3 separate regions of the Mus musculus genome follow, and regions 1 and 3 are each linked to region 2. Evidence: chromatin contacts called from public Hi-C and capture Hi-C data. All regions are on one chromosome and are shown on one strand. Each heading gives the region's core, a stretch centred on a gene start, on an enhancer-like site or on the middle of the called end of the contact. The rest is flanking DNA. Distances are from core to core; before and after follow the strand shown.

Region 1 (3,986 bases), core at 1,192-3,691, 220 kb after region 2:
TCTTACAGTGAGGTAGTATTTAATAATGAACATAGCCCTTGATGCAGCAGAGATGACTTTCACGGAAGGCATCAGACCCTCGTCAGGGTTTTATGCAGGATTCCACTTGTATGAAGTCCAAGACCCAAAGGAAACCAGTCCGTGGGATTGAAATCCAAGCCGGGTACCTCTTGTTGGGTTGGTGATTTCGGAAACTGAAAAGGAGCACAAAGGAATATTCCAGAGAAAGGAAAATGGCCCAGCATTCTTTGGGTGGTATATGCTATTGTTACCTACAATTATTAAGCATATAAAATGTGTGGGCTTTAATGTTTGCAAATTATATGTCAACTTTAAAGACTCATGTTTATGCCACTGTCCTGTGACCATGCCTCTAACAGGGTGCATTTTATCTGTTCACTTTTCCAGTCACAAATAATGGCACATAATTTACACACTCCAGCACACATGCACACGGGAGTACACACACAGACTCTATCTTTTGTATTCTACACTGGCCTTGAACTTGCTATGCAGTCAAGAATGCACGTGAACTCCTGATCCTTCTGCCTCCACTCCAGCAAGCTGGGACTGCTCCACCACATCTAGTCTTTCCTTTGTGCATGTATTAGACCAACCTATAGGAAATTACCAAATGTTCAACACTTTTGACCTATAAAAATAAAAACTCCTTATGGTCTAAACGAATAGGTTTCTAGTGTTTCTGGATTATTTCCTTCGATTACATTTTCCGAGCTGGGTGTTGAGCAACATTCATCAACAGGAAAGGCTGTAGGTGAATATTTTGTGTTACCTGCCACTTTACAAACTGATATTTTAACCTTTTAAGTGTCGGACTTGTACCTAATTTTTAAATTATTTGCATGTTGTAGTCACCTGCACCTGTCTTCCGCATCTGTTTACACACTCCTCTGCCCAGAGCTCTGCTCTTTTATTATGGGTCCCAGCACTTTCCACATCAGTTTGTCTACATTTTTTAGCCCTTAGCTAAAAAAAGAGGAGGAGGAGGAGGAGGAGGAGGAGGAGGAGGAGGAGGAGGAGGAACGCTAAGTACTGGTCACTTCAGGAACACAACTGTTAGGTCTTAAACCCAGGACAAAGGGCTAACTAAGGTGCTTGTTTAACACCTCAAAGCGGGCCTGGCCCCTGGTTCTCTTAGCATCTGTCAGTGCTTACTACTTAACCCGATCCTTGCCCTAGTCTGCCCTCTACCCTAACGTCTCCAGTCCAGGGACTGGGCTGCCCTTCTCTTAGATGCCCTTCTTCATATAATCCAACCATTTTAGTGACCTAACCCCTTTTCTCTACCCTTTAAACTCCTGGCTCGCCTCTCTCTCCTCCTACTTCTCCCACGTGACCAGGCTCAAGGTCATGTTCAACCCTCTGGACTTTCCCAGATGTCTCTTGCCTCTGGCTATGCTTTCCCTTTTCTGGCGACTCTCTCCACCAACATACTGAGGGGCAGTCTTGTCCTTTCATTTTCTCCTCTGTCCTCCTCCCTCTCTCTCTCTTTCTCCTCCCCTCTCCTCCCCTCCCCTCCCCTCCCCTCCCCTTCCTTCCCCTCCCTCTCTCTGTCCCAGCATAGTCCCTTGTACTTGTTATTCATCCATCCAACAAACTTTCTCAAAATAACACAAAGGACCGGTAACTGCAAAGTGCAGCAGTCTTTCAAAAAGTTCGGAACTAAAACACTGCCTGTCTCAAATATCTTATTATGCCATAGTCTAGTTTAACATTCATATCCCTACTACGTTTTACGTTTCCACACTAGGACCTTTTAATGTGCTCTAACCCAAAACAAAAACTGTAGTCCCAAGTGGTGGTCCATGCCTTTAATCGCGTCAGTCAGCGGGCAAGGTCTGCTTGGTCTACATAGAGAGTTCCAGGACAGTGGAGGCTACATAGTGAAACTTTGTCTCAAAAACGAAAAGCAAAATCAAAACTGGAAATTTAGCTGTGAGTGTATGGACTCTGAAAGCATAGTTCCCTATGCCCGGTAAATAAGTCCCTAAAATACAACCCTAGGGAACTTGAGATCCCGGCTAGTTAATAAAAATCTAAGCCAGTCGAGCTTGGTCAAGAACTTCTCAAAGGTCTGCGAAGGGCAAAGGAGCCATTAACATTCTTAAGGGCAACTGCGAAATGAAACTGTAAATCGTAGGAGCCGAAAGAGCAACGTGATTCTGCAGCGGAAAATGGCTAAGGCTCACCCTAGTTCCTGTCTGGGAGACGAGGTTAGGGCAGGCCACAGGCAGGGAACAGGGGCGTGGGGATGTAAAGGCGGACCCGGCAGAGGGCAAGCCTGGAGGAGCCTGGCTGGGGCGACCAGACTAGGGGCGAGGCCAGGGAGGGCGGGGACGAGGCCCGCGGCGATGGGGAGGAGGCGTGGCGACGGCGGAAAGGGCAGGTCTGCGCGGCGGCCCACGCTCGCTCCCGAGGCGACTCGGAGTCGGGGCCGCGCGGGAGCGACCTGCGTGCGCGCTCGGGCCTGTGACCCGCTCGGGGATGGACAGCGGCTCCGTGGCGGCCGAGCGGCCGAGGCGCACACCGAGTCGCCAGCGGCTCCCGTCCTCCGGCTGCGGAGTTCCGGCGCGCCCGGGCGTCTCCACGCTGCCCGGTGGACGAAGCTGGCTGAGGCCTCGCGGACGGGCGGCCCGCGCGTCTCCGCTGTTGTTCCTCCTGCTCGTGCCCTCCCCGCGCCTGGCCGCCACCGCCACTGCCACCGCCCCGCGTAGGACGCTGGCTGAGCGCTCGCGCCCGGGGCTCGTTCTCCCCGCGGCCGCGCTCGGCGCCGGCAGGAACGCGCTGGGCCGTCTGCGGCTGGGCGCCCGGCGTGTGGCCGCGCTTGCGAGCAGCCGGAGAGGTGAGAAAGGACGGAGGGAGGGAGGGACAGCGGGTCACACAGGTGACCGGGCTGTAGCCACGCCGCCAGGGCGAGGGTTCGCAGCCCAGAGCCCCGGTGTCCTGGCTCCGGATGACACGCGTACTCGGGGCTGCCCTTGCACACCTGTTGGAGCCAGGGAAAAGTGGAAAAAGTGCTAGAAGCCGGTGCATTCAGGACCGAGGGGCGCAGATCCCTGAATGAAGAGATGACATTTCGTTTTGATTCCAAACTATTGATTCATTCATGGCCCGCTGTCGCCCATTCTCTGCCTGGCACTTTACTAGCTGTTTCGGGTAATTTGTTCAACAAAATCTTTTCTTTCCGGAGCTTACTTCAAGCAAGATATGCAGCAGGTGTTTTTCTATATGACTACACACACTTATCCATGCTAATTTTACTGTACTAATTTGACAGATAGTATAAAGAAAAATAGAGGCTTTATGTTTAGACTTGAAGAACTCTGTGCGTTTAAATTGAGTGACCAGAGCTTTGATGTGTCATTTGGGTAATTGAAGGAGGCGAGGGACACCGCTGAACTGCATAAGAAAGTAAACTAGCTGGAATGTGCTCACAGTAAATAGTAGATAAAATCTTATCGCACAGGCCAATCAGCAAACGTGGCTTAATTACTTCTTGAGTAACCTGTTTCTGGCCATTAGTGGCCATATGCACCCATGCTTTGGTTGTCTGTATTTTTTTTTCTATGAGAATTACCTGCATCTAAAATTTAAGAATACATATGGCTAGAGGAGAAACTCCTAATAGTTCTGAAAAATGAAGGACGCTTTATATGCAGATAGGAAAATGAGCAGTGAGCTTTATGCCCGAGTTTTGTAGGATTGGGAGTTGGAGATCTGTCTGGTTTCTTTTTCCCATAACTTGCCATCCTGTGTGCTCTTTTCATTGGTTCTGCCTTGAGACCAGGTGAGAACTGTGTAGCCCGAGCTGGCCTCGAACTCACAGAGATCCCTCGTGCCACCTAAGTACTGGGACTAAAGACTGGGCTACCACACCCCTGCTTGCTGTAGTTTTCACAAGCTGTTGTTGCCTGCCAATGTGTTTGCTCATAATTTATGGTTTGGGAGCAAAGAAGGAGGTTCTT
Region 2 (3,653 bases), core at 187-2,686:
GTTTTGCTTTGATGCTTAGTATTTCAAACCTTCGGACTTTGTGTGTGTTGGGCAAGCCTTGCACCGCTGAGCTGCCACCCTCCTTCCCCCCAGGCCAGACAAGTGGCTAAAGTGGGTAAACACACCACCACACACATACACATACACACACACACTTCCCATTCTGCCTCGCACGTTTAAACTTCTCATAACATCATTCTTTGTGGGAAGAAGGCAGTCCCGTGTTTCTTGAAAACTGAGAGCATACAGAGGCTTCCTCCTCAGAGCCACCCCCGGGGGGGATTTAATTCATGTTGCCTTCAGATGGAGGTGGCCTCTCTCAGAACCTCGCTGAAAGCCGAGGTGCAAAGGAACCTCGCTGAAAGCCGAGGTGCAAAGGCCGGCTCTATTAAATTACAGCAGCTGGGCTTTAAAATACCAGAGGAATTACAATGTTGGAGTCTGAGGGCTCTCACTGAAAGGAAACCTTTCAAATGTCTTGCTGCGTGCAACTCAATTTCCCACCACAGAAGCAGAGATGCGGTCTCTCCTGTTTGGGCCTCGGGCTCCAGCACATTTCTAAGGAAATCTTCATTCTTGGCCAGACCCGACCCCTCAGAGGCTTCCATGAAGAAGCAAGGTGGCAGACGAGCCAATAGCGAGCCTTAGCTGAAAAGAGATGATCGCTCCTAACTACCTCTTGTGGCCAGCCTAAGCCACCTGAGACCCTCTTTGAGATGGTGCCATGGTCACAAGGCACAAGAAATCAGGAGTCTAGGGACATGCTCCCGGTCCCATGCCCAAATCTAGGCCCATGTTGCTTTCACTGCAGCTCTCTGGCTGCACCCACAGGTGCCCTGTAACATGGATCCAATCCCTTGGAAACCTCTGGTGGGATCATTCACGCCAAGCCGCTTTTGATCATGATCTGTATCCTAACATAAGGGAGCGTGGGCCATGGATGCGGATGAAGGGAGGTGGGAGAAAATGGGGTATCAGAATGGTTGGAGTGCCCAATCCAGGGCCCCTGGAGACCCGGTCTCTCACGTGCCTGTTTCCACTGTCCCTGCAAGGGACCGCGCAAACCCCAGTGGAGCTTACCTTGGCCCAGGACACTGCATAGGAGAGCTGCGGGTCCCAGGGCGCTGTGCAAGGCAAGTCGGCGGTCTCGGAGCAAGCCACCGTCACCTCCCGCATCGCCATCGCGGGTGCCAGGCTGCAGGCTACAAGAGAGAGGGGGGAGAAACAGAGCGGCGTAAGCAAGGCCACCGAGGCGGGGTCGCGGGTAGCACCGAGCGATCGGGCTTGGGGGCCGTACCGCAGCCTAGAAACAGGAGCTGGAGGCCTTGCGACATGGCTGGAGCGCTGCGACACTGTCCGGGCCGGCCCCCTGGGCGCGCGCCGTGCTCTTGTACCCGCGCTTGGGACTTCCCCGCGCGCCGGCCCCGGGGACTCCCCAGTCGGAGGAGGCGGGTAGCCTGGTCCCCGCCCCGCGCGCGTCCCCAAGTCCGCGTTGCTGCTGCGGCTGGCCAGCGGCAACAAGCAGCTCCGCGGAACCGCCCCGCGCCCTGAGGCTTCGGAAGCCGCGATGGCACGCGCCACCCCAGCTAGATGACCCTCAAACCCATCGAGTGGGTCATGCAGATTCAGATAGGGTGGGCAGCTTCCTCTGAAACCCAGGGCTGTGGCGACCTGCTACTCTCCAGATTTTGTGATAGGGACAGACACCCTAGGCTTCCTGAGAAGTGGCAAACGCCTGCAGTCCTTGGCTTGCTGCCTTCTTTCGGGTTATCGCTCGGCCTTGTTTACGTTGTTTGAGCAAGGGAGATCTTTTTATACTAAAGCATTAATTACACACATGCTCATAAGTCTTTTAGAAAACAATGTCTAAAAGAATCTTGAGTCCATCTGCTTTGCATCTGCTCCCCAAGGCTCAGGGACCAGGGGGAAGACAGGACAGAAAGATTTTAAGTGCCAGAGATCTGGAAGGAGAACGGTGTCTGCTGGACATGACTCTGAAGTCACAGGAGCAGTGATGATTTTCACATGCTCAAGGCAGGCAACCTTTCAGCATACTGGGGGAAGGGATTCACAATTGCCCACCCCTAACTGGGGAGCTATGGATAGTTGGCGGCTATGGAGGAGGGAGACCACCCTCCCCCCACAGGTCAATCATTCTCCAGTGGACGCCCACATCCAGAAGTGTATGGCCATCTCAAATTAGATTTTTCTTTTAAATAGATCAAATCACCTCTAATTCCCAGAAGCAACCCCACTTAACATTTTGGTGTACTGACTATTCTATGTCTGTACCCTTATACAGCATTCTAATACTGTTCCCTTCCCATTATCTTTTTCATCCTGTGTTAGCTTAGTTTAACAGTTTACGAGCAGTTTCACAATACTAAAAATAGTTTCAGCAACTGCTTGGTGGCTGTGCCATATTCCATTGGGCCACAAATTAGAGCCCATTAGGTAGTGTTGGGCACTTGGATGGCTTTTTTACTTTATTATTTTTTCCTTCAGATATGAAGGCATTTTGTTTTTACCAAGTCCACCCCCCACCTCCCCAACTCCAACTCCTCCCAGATCCCTCCCTCCATCTCCCTCCCAAGTTCATGTTCTCTCTCAATCTCTCATATATATTACATATATACATATATATACACATATGCATATGCAAATATACATATATACATCATATAATCATTATACATCATATATACATCATATGCACGTATACATGTACATATATACATATACATCACATGTACATATTTATCATATATACATTTATACATCATATATACATTATATATACACACACACACATATCCTAGCAAATCCAATTGGTCCTGCCCATTGCATGTGAGGGTAGGTCTGTGCATTGTAGCATGGCAACCTATCAGGGGTCCCATTTCTGAAGGAAGCTATAGGAATGCCCACTTATACACAGGTATAAGGTAGGGAAAAGGTGATTCTCCCCCAAAGTTTACTTCAAAGGAACAGTTTGTCTTACTGGACATGCGCCCTGAACCAGTTCAGGCAGGATCAGCCATCCCACTCTCCTATTAGATAGAAGTAGCGCATGACTGAACAAAGTCTAAGTTTGATGGACGTTAAGGGGAGATAAACTTACTGCAAAGCTCTGAAGCTTGATGTGGGGTCCTAGGCTACCCACAGGTTGTTTGGAAGTAGGGGAGCTGTGCACAGTCCTGTGGGGAAGGATCGCAGGCTGCCAGGTGCCTTATTAGAAGAGGGCTGTGCAAAGTCCAAACCAAGGAAGAGTCAAGGCTGCTACACGATCCCTTCTGCTCACCTGTCACATTCATGGGGTTGAATACACCAGACAATTAGGCTCAAAGAATGAAACATTTTGGGCTGGCGAGATGGCTCAGTGGGTAAGAATACTGACTGCTCTTCTGAAGGTCCTGAGTTCAAATCTCAGCAACATGGTGGCTCACAGTCACATGTAGTGAGATATGACGCCCTCTTCTGATGTGTCTGAAGACAGCTACAGTGTACTTATGTATAATAATAAAGTCTTTGGGCGGGAGCTAGCAGGGACTGAGAGAGAGGGGCCGACTGGAGCAAGCGGGATCAACCAGAGTGAGCAGAGGTCCCAAAAACCACATGAAGACTCACAACCATCTGTACTCACATACATAAAATAA
Region 3 (3,588 bases), core at 105-2,604, 240 kb before region 2:
TTTTATCATTCTTGCAGTTAGAGGACTATTTAGTCATGTTGGGCTCTCTGCGACACCCCCCCCCACCCCCGCCCCCCACACACACCTGCATAAGCCTTTGCTCAGGGTTACACTGACAAGCCTCATGAACCATGGCTCCTGTTTTGTAATCTCATCCTGATGTGGCCACACTGGCTTATTGCTTGATTCGTCTTGGTTGTCGTCTATTCTAATGACTACAGAGTTGTCCTAATAGACTGCACTTACCCAGGCACCCTTGCTGGTATAACAAACGGGCATCATCTCACTACAGAGGAGTTTCTATACCATAAAAGTATCATTCTGCGCAATTTTAGAATGGACTGATGGCCCATGTAATCTTCGTTTTCTAGTGCCAAGAATGAAGACCCAAAGAGTGGGCACGTCTGAAGTCATAAAGGAAGGCACTTGTCACTGGCCAAACTCACTCCATTTTGTGCCTCTTTGGTTCTGCATTTGCTTCTGTAACCTTTTATTCTGAGTTCTCTCGAATTTTAACAATAATAGAGCTGACCCCGAAACCTGTTTGTGACACAGGACTCATACAAACATTGGTCAAGCCTAGAGGATAGGTGTTATGCTTGCACCTCCCTAGTGCCGGTAAAAGCACTCAGTTTACTTGGTAGTAGCAATGGAACACCCGGAGTTATCAGCTGAGCAGTTCCCCCAGCCATGCTCATTTCTGTAATCAGCAGCCTGGAACAGGTGGCTAAGCCTATCCTCTCAGGGCTGCCAGAGTCCAGGTGTTTAACATAAAGTCTTCGGTTACCACCACGCAGAACATTGAGTTGGGACTTGGCAGCACCCAACGGCATCATTTTGTATTCACATTTATGCTCTGCCCAGCAGTCCCACCACCCAGCAGTCCCTCAGCCAGAAGTCCCCATACCTACTGCCTCAACCTTTGCTTGGAACTTAGACCAGTACTAAAAAACCCTGGTGTAAGAATGACAGGTGACAGGTGAACCCCTAATGACAAGTAGGGGCTTGCATTGTCTTCACTGGAGAATGTGTGACAAAGGTCATGACTGTGTTGGCGTCTAGTGATGGTGTTGGTGGTGTTGGCCAGGCTGTCAGCCTTATTTAATGTCTAAGTTACTGCCCCATGAGATGGTATTGTTGACCATTTCAGGGACTCGATTCCTCCACTCATGGGGGAACCTCCAGGAAAGGAAAGAGACCCTCAGCCAGCATATCCGATTCCGATGTCATCCTGTTGGACATCAAAACCGACTGAAGACTGTGCTGCAAAATGTTTTCCCTTTTCAGGATGCTAATGAGGGCAAGATCACACCGACGGGTGTGCGCGGCAGCAGCGGTGGCAGGCTCTGCAGAGTATTTTAATGAGCCTATCTGTAATGAGGGCTTGGTGTGCGGTTCAGTCTACACACTAGCCCGTGTTTAAAGACATTTTCCTCCTGCTCTCACCCCGTTCTCAGCCCTGGCTTTAATTCTCTTAAACACTAACATTAATTGGCCGTTAAGTAAAATAGGAGCGAGCACAATAGATTTATGATATTTTGAAAGGCTATACCAGTTCTCAAGCGCTCAGAAAAACAGGCTTGGCTTTTATGAGGCGATTATGATTTAGTGTTTTTCTCTCGCCCTGTTGAATCTGTGGGCTGCCTCTCAGACGGATCCAGGATAGCTGTCAGAGCCAAGATTTACAGTCAAACCCTTTCAACATATAAAGCACAGGAGAAAGTTTATTGTTTTGTTGTTGTTGTTTCGAAAGCAATATTTCCTTGCGCAGTTCCATGCTGCTGGGTTGGGAGGGGGGTGTCTCTCCTCCCCTCCGGAATGGTCTCTATAAATTTCTTCTCATAAGGCTGCTGGCTCATCAAAAAGTGATTGTTTTCCACAAGCAATCGCAGGAAAGCATGTCAATTTAGATAACTTCTGCCCCCTCCCCCAAGCAGGATATGTCCACCATGTCGATGTTCCGCCCATTCTCAAGTGCTCAGGAATTGCCCACCTCTGACGAGCGTGAGGAGTGAGGAGCAAATGTTATGTTTCTTCTTCCTACACAGGCTCCCAGCCTAGCTCACAGGAATACAAACCCGTAGCCCTTGCTTTCTCCTGGGACAGACCCTAGGATTTGCCTCATCTCTTCTGACATGCTAAGACTGAGGCAGTTTCCTTGTCTAGGAGTCTTCAACTGCTCCTGCCAACACTTTTTTTTTTTTTTTAATTAGTAAAACAAGTCAGAGGGTGTGTGGTCTCTAAGGACTTCCCTCTAAACGGCTAAGATCTTCTGTTTGCGATCCAACTGTGATATTTTAGCTCAAGGTGTGTGTGTGTGTGTGTGTGTGTGTGTGAGAGAGAGAGAGAGAGAGAGAGAGAGAGAGAGAGATGCTGACAGAAAAGGGGGGTGATTTAAGTGTCCCCCTTCCCCATATTTCATCCGAAGGGCACTTACTGCCCAAACTCACAGCTTTAATGGAGTTTGAACTTGCGAGTCTTTGTGTTGTGATTGTCCTGCGGCTCCAGAAAGACCATACCAAACCAAACAGTTCCACGTGAGGTTTATTGAGAGAGAAAAGGGCAAGGTGGTGGCAGAAAGAGAAGTGGGGGAAGAGAGAAAAAGAGAAAGAAAGAGAGAGAAAGAGAAAGAGAGAGAGAGATCAGAGGGACCTTCCTTTATATGTGGGTAGTGATGTAGACACAGGTAAAGGTGGGGGAGGTGAGCCAAGTGGATTCTGGGAATATGGTGGCTGTTGCCTTGGCAACAGGTATACGAGCCTCACTGTCACCTATATGTGATGTCATGGGTTTCAGAGGTCCTGATACCACACTCTGGGAAGTACTTAGCATCAGATGAGGCCATGTGGGGTGGGGTCCCATTGGGGGCAATAATGACTTGAAAAGAAGAGATCCAAATCTTGTCCCGTGACTCACTATCTTGTTAGGATGGAAAAGGTAACTACACCAGACACCAGATTTATGCTTCTCTTGGACTTCTCAGCCTCCTGAATGATGAGCCAAATAACCTTCTATGCTTTATAAATGAACTGGTCTGTGGCTGTCAGGTACAGCAACAGCAGAGGAATGAGACTATATGTCAGAGACCATGACCATAACCACACTCCTTACTCTGCCTCCTACACACTCATTAATCTTGATCTACACGGTCCTTGTAGGGACTGGCAATTTTAGCAAGATTCTCTCTCTCGCTCTCTCTCTCTCTCTCATCTCTGATATCTACTGTCTTTCTTTCACTAACCTGAAATATCTCTGCTTTGGCTAGACTGACTGGCCGCATGCATCCAATATCTGCCTACCTCTGTCCAAACCCTGATCCCTGAGATTACAGACTTGGAGATCATGCCCAGCTTGGTACATGGGTGCCAGTGCTTCAAGCTCAGGTCTTCGTGCATGTACAGCCAGCTCTCTTACCCACTAAGCATCTCCCCAGCCTAGCAGGCTTCTTAATTTACAACCCCCTCCCCGCACCCCCCCCCACATACTTGGTTTCCTCCCATCCTGCACCCCCTGGGTGGGAGCTGATCTTCTAGGCCTGTTTCCAGCAGGAGTCTTGTTGGGTCAGGTTAGCTCCTTTAATGTGTCAGC

Evidence for each region. A called contact is a pair of places that touch in the nucleus more often than the background predicts. Capture Hi-C pulls out chosen DNA fragments and counts their contacts.
Region 1: a capture Hi-C map of macrophages shows a contact between it and region 2, with 3 times the contacts expected there. The contact joins the promoter of Mcur1 here to the promoter of Cd83 in region 2. A contact is called at or near these places in 4 of 39 promoter capture datasets (cranial neural crest, embryonic stem cells, hippocampal neurons and 1 more), 2 of 484 Hi-C or Micro-C datasets (muscle stem cells and natural killer cells), 4 of 115 datasets of contacts at active chromatin or transcription factors (CD8 T cells, bone marrow-derived dendritic cells, memory CD8 T cells and 1 more) and 3 of 9 other capture datasets (adipose tissue, embryonic stem cells and macrophages).
Region 3: a contact with region 2 is called in a Hi-C map of uterus, with 2.0 times the contacts expected there. The contact joins the enhancer-like site here to the promoter of Cd83 in region 2. A contact is called at or near these places in 2 of 39 promoter capture datasets (embryonic stem cells and hippocampal neurons) and 2 of 484 Hi-C or Micro-C datasets (cortical glia and uterus).

Annotation. Positions count from the first base shown.
Region 1 is chr13:43,558,646-43,562,631 of GRCm38.p6, reverse strand. Mcur1 (mitochondrial calcium uniporter regulator 1) reads left to right here and starts at 2,441. Exons shown (of 9, transcript NM_001081059.3): 1 at 2,441-2,863. The coding sequence starts at 2,506.
Region 2 is chr13:43,782,895-43,786,547 of GRCm38.p6, reverse strand. It overlaps Cd83 (CD83 antigen), which reads right to left and starts at 1,436. Exons shown (of 5, transcript NM_009856.3): 1 at 1,298-1,436; 2 at 1,081-1,202. The coding sequence starts at 1,334.
Region 3 is chr13:44,024,842-44,028,429 of GRCm38.p6, reverse strand. The region is part of intron 1 of Gm33489 (a long non-coding RNA gene); the gene reads left to right. Among named protein-coding and RNA genes, the nearest start is that of Gm33489, 18 kb to the left of the region's middle. Within about 2 kb of position 1,354, at least 29 of the 459 cell types and tissues checked have an H3K27ac peak or open chromatin away from gene starts, as enhancers often do. A contact at or near this core is called in uterus, where this site is marked.